Regions from separate parts of the Sus scrofa genome. Here region 1 is linked to region 2. A link is a contact called in public promoter capture Hi-C data. All regions are on one chromosome and are shown on one strand. The core of a region is the stretch at or near the end of the contact, and the rest is flanking DNA. Distances in the headings are between cores, read along the strand shown.

Region 1 (6,984 bases), core at 260-2,759, 84 kb before region 2:
CTTCTAAGAATTTATTTTTCTTCCTTCCCCTTTCTCTCTGTCTCCTCGCTAAGACAATATGGATGGTGATGCAAATAACTTGAAAGAAGCCAGCAGAGACAATCCTGAACCTCTAAAGTGCAAGCAATGGCCAAAAGGAGCAAAGCGTGGTCTCTCTAAGTGGAGGCCAAACAAAGAGAGGAAGACTGGATTTAAACTGAACTTGTACACCCCACCAGAAACCCCCATGGAACCCGATGACCAGGTAACAGTGGAAGAACAGAAGGAGACCCCGGAGGACAAAAGCAGCCCCACTCCCACCAGGATTGAGGAAGAGGTCAAGGAAGCCATGGAACCCCTGCTGCCTCAGGACGAAAACAGAAGGGAGGAAACGTGTGCCCCTATAAGTCCAAATAAATCACCATGTGAAAAACCAGAAGATGGTATAATCAAACCTGAGGAGGAAGAGGAGGAAGAGGAGGAGGAAGAAGAAGAGGAAGAGGAAGAAGAAGAAGAAGCAAACGTAGAAAAAGACCCCGCTGGTGCCAAAAGTCAGGAAAAAGAAGAGCCACCAGAAGCCTGCACAGACAAAGAAGATCCTGTGCGTTTGGATGACCGTGAAGAGGAGGAAGAAGAGGATGAAGAGCCATCGCACAACGAGGGGCATGATGCAGATGATGAGGACGACAGTCACACGGAGTCTGCCGAAGCCGAGAAGGAAGAGCGCCCGAGAGAAGCCTTCAAAGAAGTACTGGAAAACCAGGAGGCTTTTTTAGACCTTAGTGTCCAGCCTAGTCATTCAAACCCAGAGGTCCTCATGGACTGTGGTGTTGAAGACCTCACAGCCTCTTGCAGCAGTGACCCTAAGGAGCTTGCTGGAGCCACTGAAACTGCACCCGAGTCTGATGAGGAGCCTCCAGGAGACCCGGCCCAGAAGCAGGACCAAAAGAGCAGTGAAGACGTAGATCCTGAGTTCAAAGAGGGAAATGCAGCAACCTTGGAAATCGACTCTGAGACCGTCCAAGCGGTTCAGTCCTTGACCCAGGAGAACAGAGAACAGGACGACACCTTTCAGGATTGTGCCGAGACTCAAGAGGCCTGTAGAAGCCTCCAGAACTACAACCACGCAGACCAAAGCCCACAGATTGCCACCGCTCTAGACGACTGCCAGCAGTCAGATCACAGTAGCCCAGTGTCCTCTGTCCACTCCCATCCCGGCCAGTCAGTGCGTTCTGTCAGCAGTCCAAGTGTCCCCGCCCTGGAAAACAGCTATGCCCAAATCAGCCCAGATCAAAGTGCCATCTCGGTGCCATCTTTGCAGAACATGGAAACCAGTCCAATGATGGATGTCCCATCTGTTTCGGATCATTCTCAGCAAGTCGTCGACAGCGGATTTAGTGACCTGGGCAGTATCGAGAGCACAACCGAGAACTACGAAAACCCAAGCAGCTATGATTCTACTATGGGTGGCAGCATTTGTGGAAACGGCTCTTCCCAGAACAGCTGCTCCTATAGCAACCTCACCTCCAGCAATCTGACACAGAGCAGCTGTGCTGTCACCCAGCAGATGTCCAACATCAGTGGGAGCTGCAGCATGCTGCAGCAGACCAGCATCAGCTCACCCCCGACCTGCAGCGTCAAGTCTCCTCAGGGCTGCGTGGTGGAGAGGCCCCCGAGCAGCAGCCAGCAGCTGGCCCAGTGCAGCATGGCCGCTAACTTCACGCCACCCATGCAACTGGCTGAGATCCCCGAGACCGGCAACGCCAACCTTGGCTTATATGAACGAATGGGTCAGAGTGATTTTGGGGCTGGGCACTACCCACAGCCGTCAGCCACCTTCAGCCTTGCCAAACTACAGCAGTTAACTAATACACTTATTGATCATTCATTGCCTTACAGCCATTCCGCTGCTGTAACTTCCTATGCAAACAGTGCCTCTTTGTCCACACCATTAAGTAACACAGGGCTTGTTCAGCTTTCTCAGTCTCCACACTCCGTCCCAGGGGGACCCCAAGCACAAGCGACCATGACCCCACCCCCCAATCTGACTCCTCCTCCGATGAATCTGCCACCGCCTCTTTTGCAACGGAACATGGCTGCGTCAAATATTGGCATCTCCCACAGCCAAAGACTGCAAACCCAGATTGCCAGCAAGGGCCACGTCTCCATGAGAACCAAATCGGCATCTCTGTCACCAGCCGCTGCCACCCATCAGTCACAAATCTATGGGCGCTCCCAGACCGTAGCCATGCAGGGTCCCGCACGGACTTTAACGATGCAGAGAGGCATGAACATGAGTGTGAACCTGATGCCCTCCCCAGCCTACAACGTCAACTCCGTGAACATGAACATGAACACTCTCAACGCCATGAATGGGTACAGCATGTCCCAGCCGATGATGAACAGTGGCTACCACAGCAATCATGGCTACATGAATCAAACGCCCCAGTACCCTATGCAGATGCAGATGGGCATGATGGGAACCCAGCCATACGCCCAGCAGCCAATGCAGACCCCGCCCCACAGTAACATGATGTACACGGCCCCCGGACATCACGGCTACATGAACACGGGCATGTCCAAACAGTCTCTCAACGGGTCCTACATGAGAAGATAGGCACCGCGGGCAGTCACAATACCCCTGGGCATCACTCTCGGATTGATCTGCACAAATACCTTCGAAGAGTACGATTTCAAAACCAGCAATTGGTGTGAATGCAAAAACATTTGTTGGCACCATTTATTTAAAAAAAAAAAAAAAAGCTGTATGCAGCAGAAAGCCTTATACAAGTTGTTTTTCTTTCTTTTTTTTTTTTTTCTTTTTTTTTCTTTTTCTTTTTTGGTACCTTTGTTTCTGTTACTTTTATATGAAATTCTCTGCAAAGGAAGGCCTCTCTTTGGACTACAATTTGGAGGCAGCCACTTGCTGTGCCTGCTTCCATTAAATAGTGTGGATATCAAGCCCCGCCCCCCCAATTATCTGTTTTAATACTGAACCTAGAGCTTTTTTTCTTCCCTGTCCACTCCATGTAAATGCCTTTAGCATTTCAGTTATTGTATATTTTGTTTGAGGTGACACTTCAGCATGCCGCTAATGTCTTTGTTAGTGACAGTGCATTTTGTAGTACTGTACAAGTGTTGTGCTAACAGTAAGCCATTTCTTAAGTTTTTTGCCTTGATTAGGGTGCCCTAATTTGAGGGTTTAAAAAAAAACTATATTTTTGTTAATTATAAAACTGTAAAGAGCTATAAAAGCTATTCCCATTTGGTTAGTCAAAAGGGTTTTATTGCTAAATGTTTGGTGTAAAGTTGAGACCCTTTTCCATTTTGGTGACAGATTTCTTTGGGGAAAAAAAGGCAGCTTTCTGTTTTATAAATGCCGACTTCTGTTTATTGAATGAAGCATATCTCAGTGTTTATCTGTCAGGTTTTGAAACATTTCATATATGTCCAAATACTTGGCAGGATTTAAAAAAAAATAGTGAATTTGGTGTAAAGTTGCTATTTTATGGAAATGCCTCTAACTTTACATTTTCATTCCATCTGTAGATTTTTCTATCTTTATAAAATATTGGAGTTATTTTTTAAGGAAAAATAGAGAAGTAGCTTGTGAATAGCTCAAACTAAGCTTACAAATCGCATGTAAAAAAGCAAAAAAGTTATTTGTGTCTGTTTATATTGCTTCCTTTTTTGTAGCCTTTGTACCTGTACAGGGTGATTGTAAGGGCCAAGCAGGAGAGGCGTAATCCTTGTATAAAATAGGAGCCAGCGACACTCTTGTATTTATCTGTTCTCTTTTTAGTCAGTCACTTCAAAAAAAAAAAAAAATAAACAAAAAAAATAAACAAAAAAAGCTGTACATTTTAACATAAAATAAATTATGATGAGCCATTTTTAGCCTCTTGTGTCCTGTCATATTATGATTGATAGAGAATGACCAATTGAACTGTATCATGTGTCACATCTCAGAACACATACACATTTTGGGAAAATAAATTATTTAGTGTAAATCGGAGTTAAGAGATTTTCTGATTTGTTTTGACTTTGTGGGAGGGGGTCAGCAATAAATAAGAGTAATATCTAATAAAAACCATCACATATACCAAATACCTATTTAATAAATTAATTTATAATGGATTTTAATGCTTTTCATGAAAGTTTATTTTATGCGAGTGCATACCTTCTGTATGCCAATCATTGTCTTTAAAATAAAGTGAATTTGTTTTTTTCTTTTTGACTTTGATCTTCATTTGCAAAGGGATCCTGCCCAAATATCCGGCTGCCTCATTTATACAGTCTGTATAAACTCCCCTCAGGGCCTAGTCCAGTGGTAGCAGACTTCATTTTTGCAAAGAATAATAGCAAAAAAAATACCCAATTTGGAACTGTATGTTTGAAAAATCGTTTTCTTAGCAAAGGCGTGCAAGTTTTGCTCTGTTGTGAGTGAATGATTGGATGTTATTTTTAGACTAAAAGTTTAGACCGGGAAAAGTCATTGTTCACAAACATTATCGTGTGGCATTCAGAGAAAGTTCCGTCTGCCTGTTAGAACATTTGATCATTCAAGTGACAAGCCTAGGACTGAATGCCTGACTTGGCACCCACAACCCACGTGGAAGGGAAGACGGTGCACACGGCCCGGAATCAGTTCTGATGGAGGGAGGATGCCTGGCAGGGTTTTGCCTGGTGCCCACACCCTTGTTCCTTCTTTCCTACGTCCACCAGACCTTCTGGGCTTAGTGTCAAGATTTAAATCTTTTGGTCCCTTCTCCCCACAACTGCATAGGCAGTGGGGGAATGTCTATGGTGGCTTCTGAGAAGATGCTTCTGCCAGGGCTGTTTTTGCAAAGGGGAGAAAAGAGCCTTTAAAATGCTTGCCTTCGGAGGGGGAAGCGATGATGCGCCGCTTCTCGTTGGAGTCAGTTGCTGGTGTCATCCATTCAGAAGCTGCCAAGAATCTTAGCAACCCGTTGGCTACACACCTCAGGCTAGAGGCTGCCCCTGCCCAGGAGGAGAGGTGGGGACCTGCCTCACCAGCCAGTCTGAAACCACGAAGAGCCTCCCCCAGGCCCCACCTTGAAACCTGCTCCTCCATATACGTATATTTTATTTATTTATTTATTTATTTTTGCTTTTTAGTGCTGCAGGCAGCATATGGAGGTTCCCAAGCTAGGGGGCCAATCGGAACTGCAGCTGCCAGCCTACACCACAGCCAGAGCAACAAGGGATCTGAGCCACCTCTGCCACCTATACCACGGCTCACAGCAACGCTGGATCCTTAACCCACTGAGCAGGGCCAGGGATCGAACCCGCGTCCTCATGGACACTAGTCAGGTTCGTTAACCACCAAGCAACAACAGGAACTCCACCTCTTCATATTTATTCTCTTTCCTCTGGTGTTAAGCAAGGTCCTTTGGGGCCTGAGGTTGTCCTTGGTTCGATGTGTTGCAATGGCTTGTAACCATACCCTACGGTTTGTGTGGTGCCTGGGCTTCCCACAGTCCTCCAGGGACCTTGAGGACACGTCCCAGTTACAGCCTAGACCCCCCACACCAGAATTTAAGAGCAGTGCTGGGAACTCCTAGTATTTCACAGGCTTCCCAGGGATTGCAGCATAGCCGGGTATGGGAGCCACTTTGTTCACCCCAAGTCCTGATGTTCATGGACAAAAGGGCTTGGTGGAGGAGAGAAACTGCTGAGCTGAGGTGGCCTCAGATCCCCCTGTCGCTGCTCCGCAATTAACTGCTCTCACTGAGAGAAGTCAGCTCAGACCTAAGTGTGACACCAGGGAGCCTGGAAAAACAGGATCTTGGATTCATCGGGACTGAAACAGAGTCACTGTTGGTTAAGCTCCATTAGCCGGCCACATCCTTTAAACCCAGTGATGAGTTCTTTCATTTATAAGTCTTCACAAGTAGGTATCAGTTTGGGGCCTTTACTTTTTAGTGGCAGGTAGGGTGCTGACCCAGGCATGAAGCATTGGCTTTTCTCAGCAACATTCCATTTCAGAAACTATGGCTCACACATAACGCCACAAATACCATTCCAAGAGATGACTCACGGACAGTCCTCCGACGACGTGATCCACACACCCACCCTGTGTAGGAAGTGGGGCCATTTCTCCAGTTTACACCTGAGGAGATTGAGGCTCAGGGAAGCTCACTTAATTGCTCCAAACACATTCAGCTCAAATCTGTAAGCTGAGACAAACCCAGGTCTCTCCGAATCATAGCTCTTTTTCCTGGAACACTGGACTCTGTGAAAAGACTGTAACTTGTCCTCGCTCTGATTTAAAGCTTGGCTAATGACTCCATGATGCTTTTAGAACTGTTCAGTGCTATCCAAAGTTAGGTTACTTGTGGTTACAAGCTATACCGGTTTTGTATAGTTTATTATGCATTGAAGAAAGAAAAGGTTATTTTTAAGTTTCATGGGCTTGGAGATTGGGTGATTTATGATACGGGTGATTTGGGGTTTTTACCATTACTGTTACGTTAACAAGCAGGACCTTCAGTTTTTCTGTGCCCATACTCCTGGTTTTCCTCCTCCCTCTCTATCCTCTTTCCTGAATCTCCCCCCAACACCCAAACACCCAGGCCTGGGGCTCCCTCTCTCTTTTCTCTCATTATCTCACCCAGTACAATGACTTCAAAGGTCTGTACAGATGACACCCACAATCCTATCACTGGTGGTGGCCCTTCCTCTGAGCACTCTCTAGATTCAAGGTGAAATGACATAGGAAACCTTTCATATGCCTTAGACATGAAGGACTGGTGATCTCTCCAGCCGTCTTCTCCTCATTTCTGCCCTGGTCAACCCCATCTCAGTATTAAGGCACCACCAGGAAACTGAATATCTTCCAAACCTCCCACCCTTCCCCGCAGGCTTTGTCCTTTCTCCAGGATAATTCCAAAGTAACCTTGAAGACTCCCGTCCCCTGGCGCTATCATTCCTGTCGACAGTTCAACAGCCTCCGTGGTTCCCATCTTGCCTCCTATAATCCAT
Region 2 (6,792 bases), core at 1,781-4,280:
GAGATGTGGCTTCTGGCTCCATTGCTCCTAACTTGTGGCATGACCTTGTACTCTAAGCCTCAGTTTCCCCATCTGTGAAGCAGTGCTGTTGGATAATGGGTTGGAACACTGAGCAGAGACTTTTTAGAACCTGATGCCTTTTTAAAAACTATGGATGGGAGGCCACTGGTGTTTGAGGGGAAAGTGGACATCCCCCCAGGGCTGAGCAGGATGGGAGATGGGTTCAGACCCCCAAGTCCTACCCCCAGGTGTGTTGAGGGCACGGTGGATGAAGTCAGCTGCAGAGGAGAAGTAAGCACTGATGTTGAAATCAGGGAGGTCGTGGGCTGGCACTCCCAGGTAGCTCACGCTGCTGCCATAGAAGTCAGGGCCACCCTGACAGAAGAGGCCCCCGTGGGCGGCGTTCAGCACGTGGGTGATGCCCAGCTTCCATAGCTCAAAGCGGTTATTTGCTGTGGCCCTGGGGAGGGAAGGAAGGGGGCTGGATGCTGGCTGAGCCTTGAGGTCCAGGAAGGAGGCTTTGTCTGGTCTCCTAATTTAGAGGGATGGATCCATTAGGACCCAAAGGAACCCATGGGCTCCACAGCTTGCAACCCCACCCTAAGAGCTTTCTGGTAGGAGAGTTGGTGGTGCGTTTAGCTTTGGCCCCTCCATGCTTCCTGAGGCAATATGCTCCTGCCTTGGCCAGGACAGGAAGGAAAGGATTGCTTCAGCCTTGGGACCCAGCTGCCCCTCCCTTCCTACACCATTCCCAACCATGCACATCCGGCCTTTCGGCTGTTACCTCATACCTGCTTCTGATCTGCAAATATTTAGAGGTGATTCCTTCTCTGATTCACCTTCAGCCAGGCTTCCTCACCTGCTCTGTGTCCGCAGGAGGAAGGCTGGGACTGGAAAGGGGTGCTCTCACCCATCCTGTCTCATACCCCCAAATCACAATTCCCCAGTCTTTTGCCCCCTAGAACCACCAATTGTTCTGGTTGTTGCAGAAGACTCCAGAATCCCCTCAGCGCTCCCTTCAAGCAGGCAAAGTTCCTGCTCCCTTGCTCCCCCTGGTGGCTGCATCTGATCACTGCACTGTCCCCCAACACAGGAGTCCTGGAGAAAGTCTCTGGCCTGGGGAGTTCAGAGCAGAAGTACTTGCCTTTCTTCCCACCCCACCTCCATCTCTGGTGAAGATCCCAAGAACTGTCTCTCCTTGTCCCCTCCCCCACACCGCTTCGGCCAGCTACAACTCACGCATCTCCTATGTAAAGGTTGGGCCAAACTTCGTCCACGTGGCTGGAAGAAACTTTGCCTGCCCTCAGGAGTTCCTCCAGTTCCAAGATGCTGGGGCAAGGCGTGGCTTCAGCATCTCCCCTCAGCTCTGGGAGCGAGGCCTCCGCCATGGGCCAGCCCACCCACCCCTCTGTCTCTGCGGTCACTCCTCTCTGCCTCTCCAGTGTCATTTCTCCTTCCTGGAGATTGGCAGGGACAGGTGAGACAGCAGCAAGTGACTCAGCAAGTCACAGGGGCCTCCAAAGAGAACAGGACATTTTCCTCCCCAAGTCACTCCCTAACCCCAAATTCCAAGCCAACATGGAATCAGACACGTCACTATGCAAGTCACTTTACCTCTCAGCCTCAGTTTCCTCATCTCTAAAGAATAATTATACCTACCTTAGAGAATTGTGAGGATTAAATGAAACAAAGGATATTCTGTGTCTAACACGTAGAAGATGATTTAGAGCCTGCATAAGGCTCTTTGATTCTGAGAACTGAGTTAAAGTAGAGATCCAGGGTGCAGAGGAGGTGGTTGGTTTCAAGGATGAATGATCGGAAAAGTTCCTCAGGTCTTGGTGGGCCACAAACTAGATGGGAACTGTACTGTTGAATGAGCTTTTGGATTATAGAGCCTAAGGAAAGTTTACTGAGTTATAGGGTCAGAGAAATGTGGAGAGGAGCATGGAGGGCCTCCTCTAAAGGGTGCCCATACGGTTGGTGGGAGAAGGTTCGAACAATGGTTCTGTTATGAAGATGGCTGGTTTTTCAAAAGAGAAGGCTAAAATTCGCCATGTATGTCCAAAGGGAGAAGGGAGGTGGATGTTGCCCTAGACTTTCTGAAGAGCCAAAGGGCAGTCATCAGAAAGATTTTGGAGTGGGAGGGAGCTTCTTCTGCCTATAAGGGCTTTTGTCCCCACAGCAGAAACAGAGAAAGGTCTATATCTGTCCTTCTGCTAGAGCTAGTTATGGGCTGAAGAAGTGAGGTCTCTTGCCCTTTCCAAGATGACTTCATGAAGGCTTGATGGGGCTGAAAGGGGTAAGAGCTGCAATTGGGAATGTCCCAGCTGCACTTGGCCTTGAGTCCAGCTTGAGGGTAAAGGCCACACCAGGGCATTCCATGGAAGCAATGCAAACTCACATTCAACCCCAGAACCTATCCCCACCCCTATTGGAGTCACTGAAGTCTGCCTTGCACCACCCAGGGAAGCAAGGCCAAGAAGGGGCTGGAGCCTAAGTGGCAAGTAGTTTGGGACTTGATTTATGCCAATGCTAGGCCTTGGTTGGGGACTTCCCTCAGGGTGGGGTAGTAAAGTGAGAGGAGCATAGGTTCTAAAGTTAGGTTTGAGTGGGAGTACTGGCTTTGGCACATATTAACTGCCCAACCTCAGGCAAGTTTCTTGGCCCTTCTTTGTTGTAATACCCTATAGAGGTGGCACAAGGAGCAAGTGAGATATTTATACGGCATTTGGCATAGGGACTGTCAGAGAGCAGAGGCAGTATATGATAACAATGATGACTGCAGGTTAGCTCTTGGAGAGGAACTGGCTTCCTCCAAAGGAATTAGGGTATAAATTCCTCTTGTCTCCGAACCCTATTACCACCCCCATAGGCCTCGCCCCATCTCCACTAGCCCCTCATCTCCCACTTTGGCTCTGGGCCTGACATGCGCTCCTGTGTTTCCCTGCTGCGGTTCCACGCCTCCGCCCTTCCCTGGCGCACAGCTTGAGCCCCGTGTCCCTTCCGGTTTTGGCCCCGCCCCGCAGGCAGGGCTCCTCCTCCCCCGGTAGGGCCCCGCCTCCAGAAGCAGTTCCGGTTCGGATTCGAGCGGCTGCCGGCGCGGCTGAGAGGTGGGCCGGAGCGATGCCAGCGCGCAGCCGCTACCGCCCCCGCCTCCATTCCGGCTCCCCTCCCCGAGCCCCGCCCCCGCCGCTCGAGGCGTTTTACTCCGGCGAGGCCCGGAGGGCGCCGGACTCCGACAACGGCTGGTACGCCGACTCGGAGGTGGGTCCGGGGAACCTGACTCGGGCCGCGGAGGTGAGCGGGAGCTGAGGCGGAGAGGGGAGTTTGGGGGGCGCCTGCAGCCAAGGGTGAGTGGGGAATCGGGGTTGGAGCCGGGGGCTGCCGTGGACAGGGATCCCGAGGGGCCCCGAGAGGCGGTTGAGGGAGCTTGGAGAGTCAGCTCTAGAATGGAATCTGAGGGAAATGGAGGTTGTTGAGCCGAGGCCCGGAGTGGTTAACACCCGAGCCTGGGTGTTAAGTAGAGGCCGAGGGGCGAGTGAGAGGGAGTGGGAAGCTGAGGGAGAGGTGCCCTTGAAGAGTTGGGGGCTTGGAGGTTTTCGAAAGCCGGGTGGCGAGGGGCGAATACGCAAGGGGTCCCGCAGGAACGTGGGACGGGAGGAAGAGATGCTCTGGGATTTGGCCAGTGGGGGCCGAGGGATGAGAGGAGCAGGAGCAGGACCAGGGTCGATGTTGCCACCTGGCCAGGGAGAGGGAAATGGCTTGGGACTGACGAGATCGCGCACCGAAGGGGGTTCTGGTCATTAGAGGAAGGATTTAGGTTTGAAGAGGAAGGGGCTATCGGGTGGCCTTAAAGACCAGAAAAAGAGAAATGGGCTCAAGAAAGAAAAGGAGCCCTTGGGAGCCCTAATTTAGGATTTTGGCATTTTCACAGGCGTCTTTTAAAGCATGGGAATCACTAGGGTAATATAATTGGTTAATGGGGTTTTCTCATCTGTGGACAGTGAATCCTTTTTTAAGAATATGAAGTGGGAGGGGTGGTGTTAAAAACACTGATTTGCCCACAGGACTAGGGGAAGTAGTGAAAAGGAAGTGAAGTTTGGAAAAGAGTGAAAGAGATTCTGAAAATAAAGATAAGCATTTGGGTTTCTTGTAACAGTAATAGTGTGATTTTCTTTGTATTTTAAAAAAAAATATATCTTAAATACTAGACAAGTGTAGATCTTTAAAAAAAGAATGAAAAGGCTTAAATTTGAAACAAGAATTTGGACGTTTCGATTTTACTGATACTCAGTATTGACTGGTTTCACTTTGGCAGCTTGAGTTGAGGCATATTTGCCACAGGGTAAAAATATAGTGAATGCAAATGTCTAGGTTGAAAAGGAACGTAAAACTATGTGTGAAATCACCACAGTTCAAGAGGCTACCAGATCTTTCTCTCACCCATAATGAGTTATCTCTTGAAAAGTGGAACGGTACTTTTGAAGGATTTGCAGAACTAAAATTAATGTAATTTTGAAGCGATTTTATGAGTAATATTTTATAGTTAATAATAGAGTTATCTAGAAAAATAAAGGGGATCTTGTTGGCGGTTAACACAGCAGATAGGTGGGTACACAGATGCCTTTCATAGAAGACGTAGCACCAAAGCCATAATTGTGCCAGAAAAATAATGATGGCAGGATTTATATTCTCTTTAGTAGAAATAGATTAATTTCTTTTTGTAATTGTTAAGTTATAACGTGGCTTCCTGAAATGGTGGTTAAGAGTTTAGCCACATCTCATTTGTTTTACTTTTACAACTTTTTATCCAGTTACAGGTTTGCAAAGTTGTTTGCTATTTCAAAACAATCTTTTAATCAAATATTCCTACTCTAAATGGGTATCTACCGTTTAATCTTCAGGAGATGATAATTTACTGATTGCAGCAAGCTGTTAAATTAATTTATGTATATAGATTTTGTTATCTTCAAATGCTTATGGGCTAATAATTATTTCTTCAAAGAGAAGATGAATTCTTTGCTTTGCTTTTAGCTGTTAAAAGATTAACTCTCTTTTCTTTAAATTTATACAATTTTTAGTTGAAGAAGTATACATAGTATTACTATTATTTGTTTTTATTTGTTTGCCCTCACCAGGCTGAAATTCTCTAGAGACCTATCTTCATACTTAGCTCTAAATAAGTCTTGGCGTGTAAAAATTGCTGAACTGAACTGAAATGTAAGAACTCTCTATTAAGGTTACATCTTAATGTTACTGCAAAATTAAAGAAACTGTTAGATGAAGTTGTGTAAATAATATGTTATTATGCATAATAGTTATTTTGTCTTTGTTTTGCTTTGACAGTTTTTACTGCCACTTAGTTATAAAGAAAGTAAGTTTTATGATAGAGCAGTTTCTCTAAGGCAAGAAAATCTACATTATTACAGAAGAAGGCATCATTATAGTGATGGCAGAACATGCAGGCATATTTAGGTAAATCAGTTTTGATTGCAGTAGCATCCTCTCCATTCTGCAAAGATTTCGCATCACATAAGTTTTGTAAATATTTTTATTTTGTTAATTACTAGATCTTCAACAGTTTTTCAACACTTTACAACATAGGTGATTTAAAGACATTTTCATGTTTTTTTCTCAATTGAAATTTGAACATTGTTTTTGAGAAACTATTGAATCACAGATGTTCTAATGAATATTATTATTTTATCTTATAAGAATGACCATATTAACTAGCTCTTCTTTCAAAATTCTTACCTCCAGGCCTGATGTGATATTAGGATGTTAATCATGACAGTGATTCTTACTTTAGGTCTTATTGTTCTCTTGACTTTGAGAAATCAAGAGGTTAACTAAATATAGAAGAGCATGGGCCAGGCACTCTGGGAAAGCATTTCAGTGTTTACATGCTGCCTTTGTCACTGTCTGGTAATTTGCCATTTGAATATTGGAACGTGGATTTGTAACAGACCTGCGCCCTCTCCTCTTATACACATGGCACCATCATCACTGGACCTTTAAGCCTAACCCTCTTGAGTCTTGACTTCACGCTTCCATATCGGAAGTGTTTTATTACTTCACTGCACACTGGGCCTTACTAGTAATACAGTCACTTCACCGCAGATTGTAACATAATGTGAGTATATCTTGGCTTTTGCTTATGGTGGTAAAAGCTAGGAAAACTTGGTTATAATATTTCAGCACCATGTTTCAGAACAAAATAATGTTTTCTGATGTGTACCTTGAAAGAATGTTGTGGAGGCCGAGACTTATATTTGTCTTGATTTTTTTTTTTTTCTTCTTTTTTATTGGCTGCACCCTCTGCATATGGAACTTTCTGGGCCAGGGATCAAATCTAAGGCACAATTGCATTCTAGGCCACAGCTGGACAGCACTGGATCCTAACCCCCTGCACAACAACAGGAACTCCTGTCTTGAATTTGTATTGTGCATTTAGATTAGCTTTTGAATTGTGACAGAGGACAAAAAGAGGTGGTGATGTATCTGTTATCTTGACCTCATTTCTGTTCTTTGAAAATTCTTGACGGGTGTTTTAGTAGGAGGAGAGGACCATGAATTCTGCTAATTTAGGGTCATCCTGTAAGTTAAACTGTATATTAAAATATCTCACTGAGATATTGGAAATGCCTGCAAATTGGTTTTGGTTTGGCACTCTGAAACTAAAGTAAATCTAGATCAGCTTTATCAATATAATATTGGCATGAAAGTCAAAGATTGCCATAACCATACATTAAAGTTTGGCGCCAGGAGTTCTCCTGTGGCACAGTGGGTTAA

The links. Promoter capture Hi-C pulls out the DNA fragments that hold promoters and counts their contacts.
Region 1: a contact with region 2 is called in a promoter capture Hi-C map of fetal skeletal muscle, with 3 times the contacts expected there. The contact joins the enhancer-like site here to the promoter of SAMD8 in region 2. A contact is called at or near these places in 2 of 5 promoter capture datasets (fetal skeletal muscle and liver), 17 of 47 Hi-C or Micro-C datasets (blood, brain, embryonic fibroblasts and 8 more) and 1 of 2 datasets of contacts at active chromatin or transcription factors (skeletal muscle).

What each region holds. Positions count from the first base shown.
Region 1 is chr14:77,593,467-77,600,450 of Sscrofa11.1, forward strand. It overlaps KAT6B (histone acetyltransferase KAT6B), which reads left to right. Exons shown (of 18, transcript XM_021072870.1): 18 at 54-4,208. The coding sequence ends at 2,596. Among named protein-coding and RNA genes, the nearest start is that of DUPD1, 46 kb to the right of the region's middle. Within about 2 kb of position 1,510, at least 4 of the 83 cell types and tissues checked have an H3K27ac peak or open chromatin away from gene starts, as enhancers often do. A contact at or near this core is called in fetal skeletal muscle, where this site is marked.
Region 2 is chr14:77,676,257-77,683,048 of Sscrofa11.1, forward strand. It overlaps SAMD8 (sphingomyelin synthase-related protein 1), which reads left to right and starts at 3,031. Exons shown (of 6, transcript XM_005671120.3): 1 at 3,031-3,297. The coding sequence starts at 3,124. It also overlaps a transcript of DUSP13 not described here.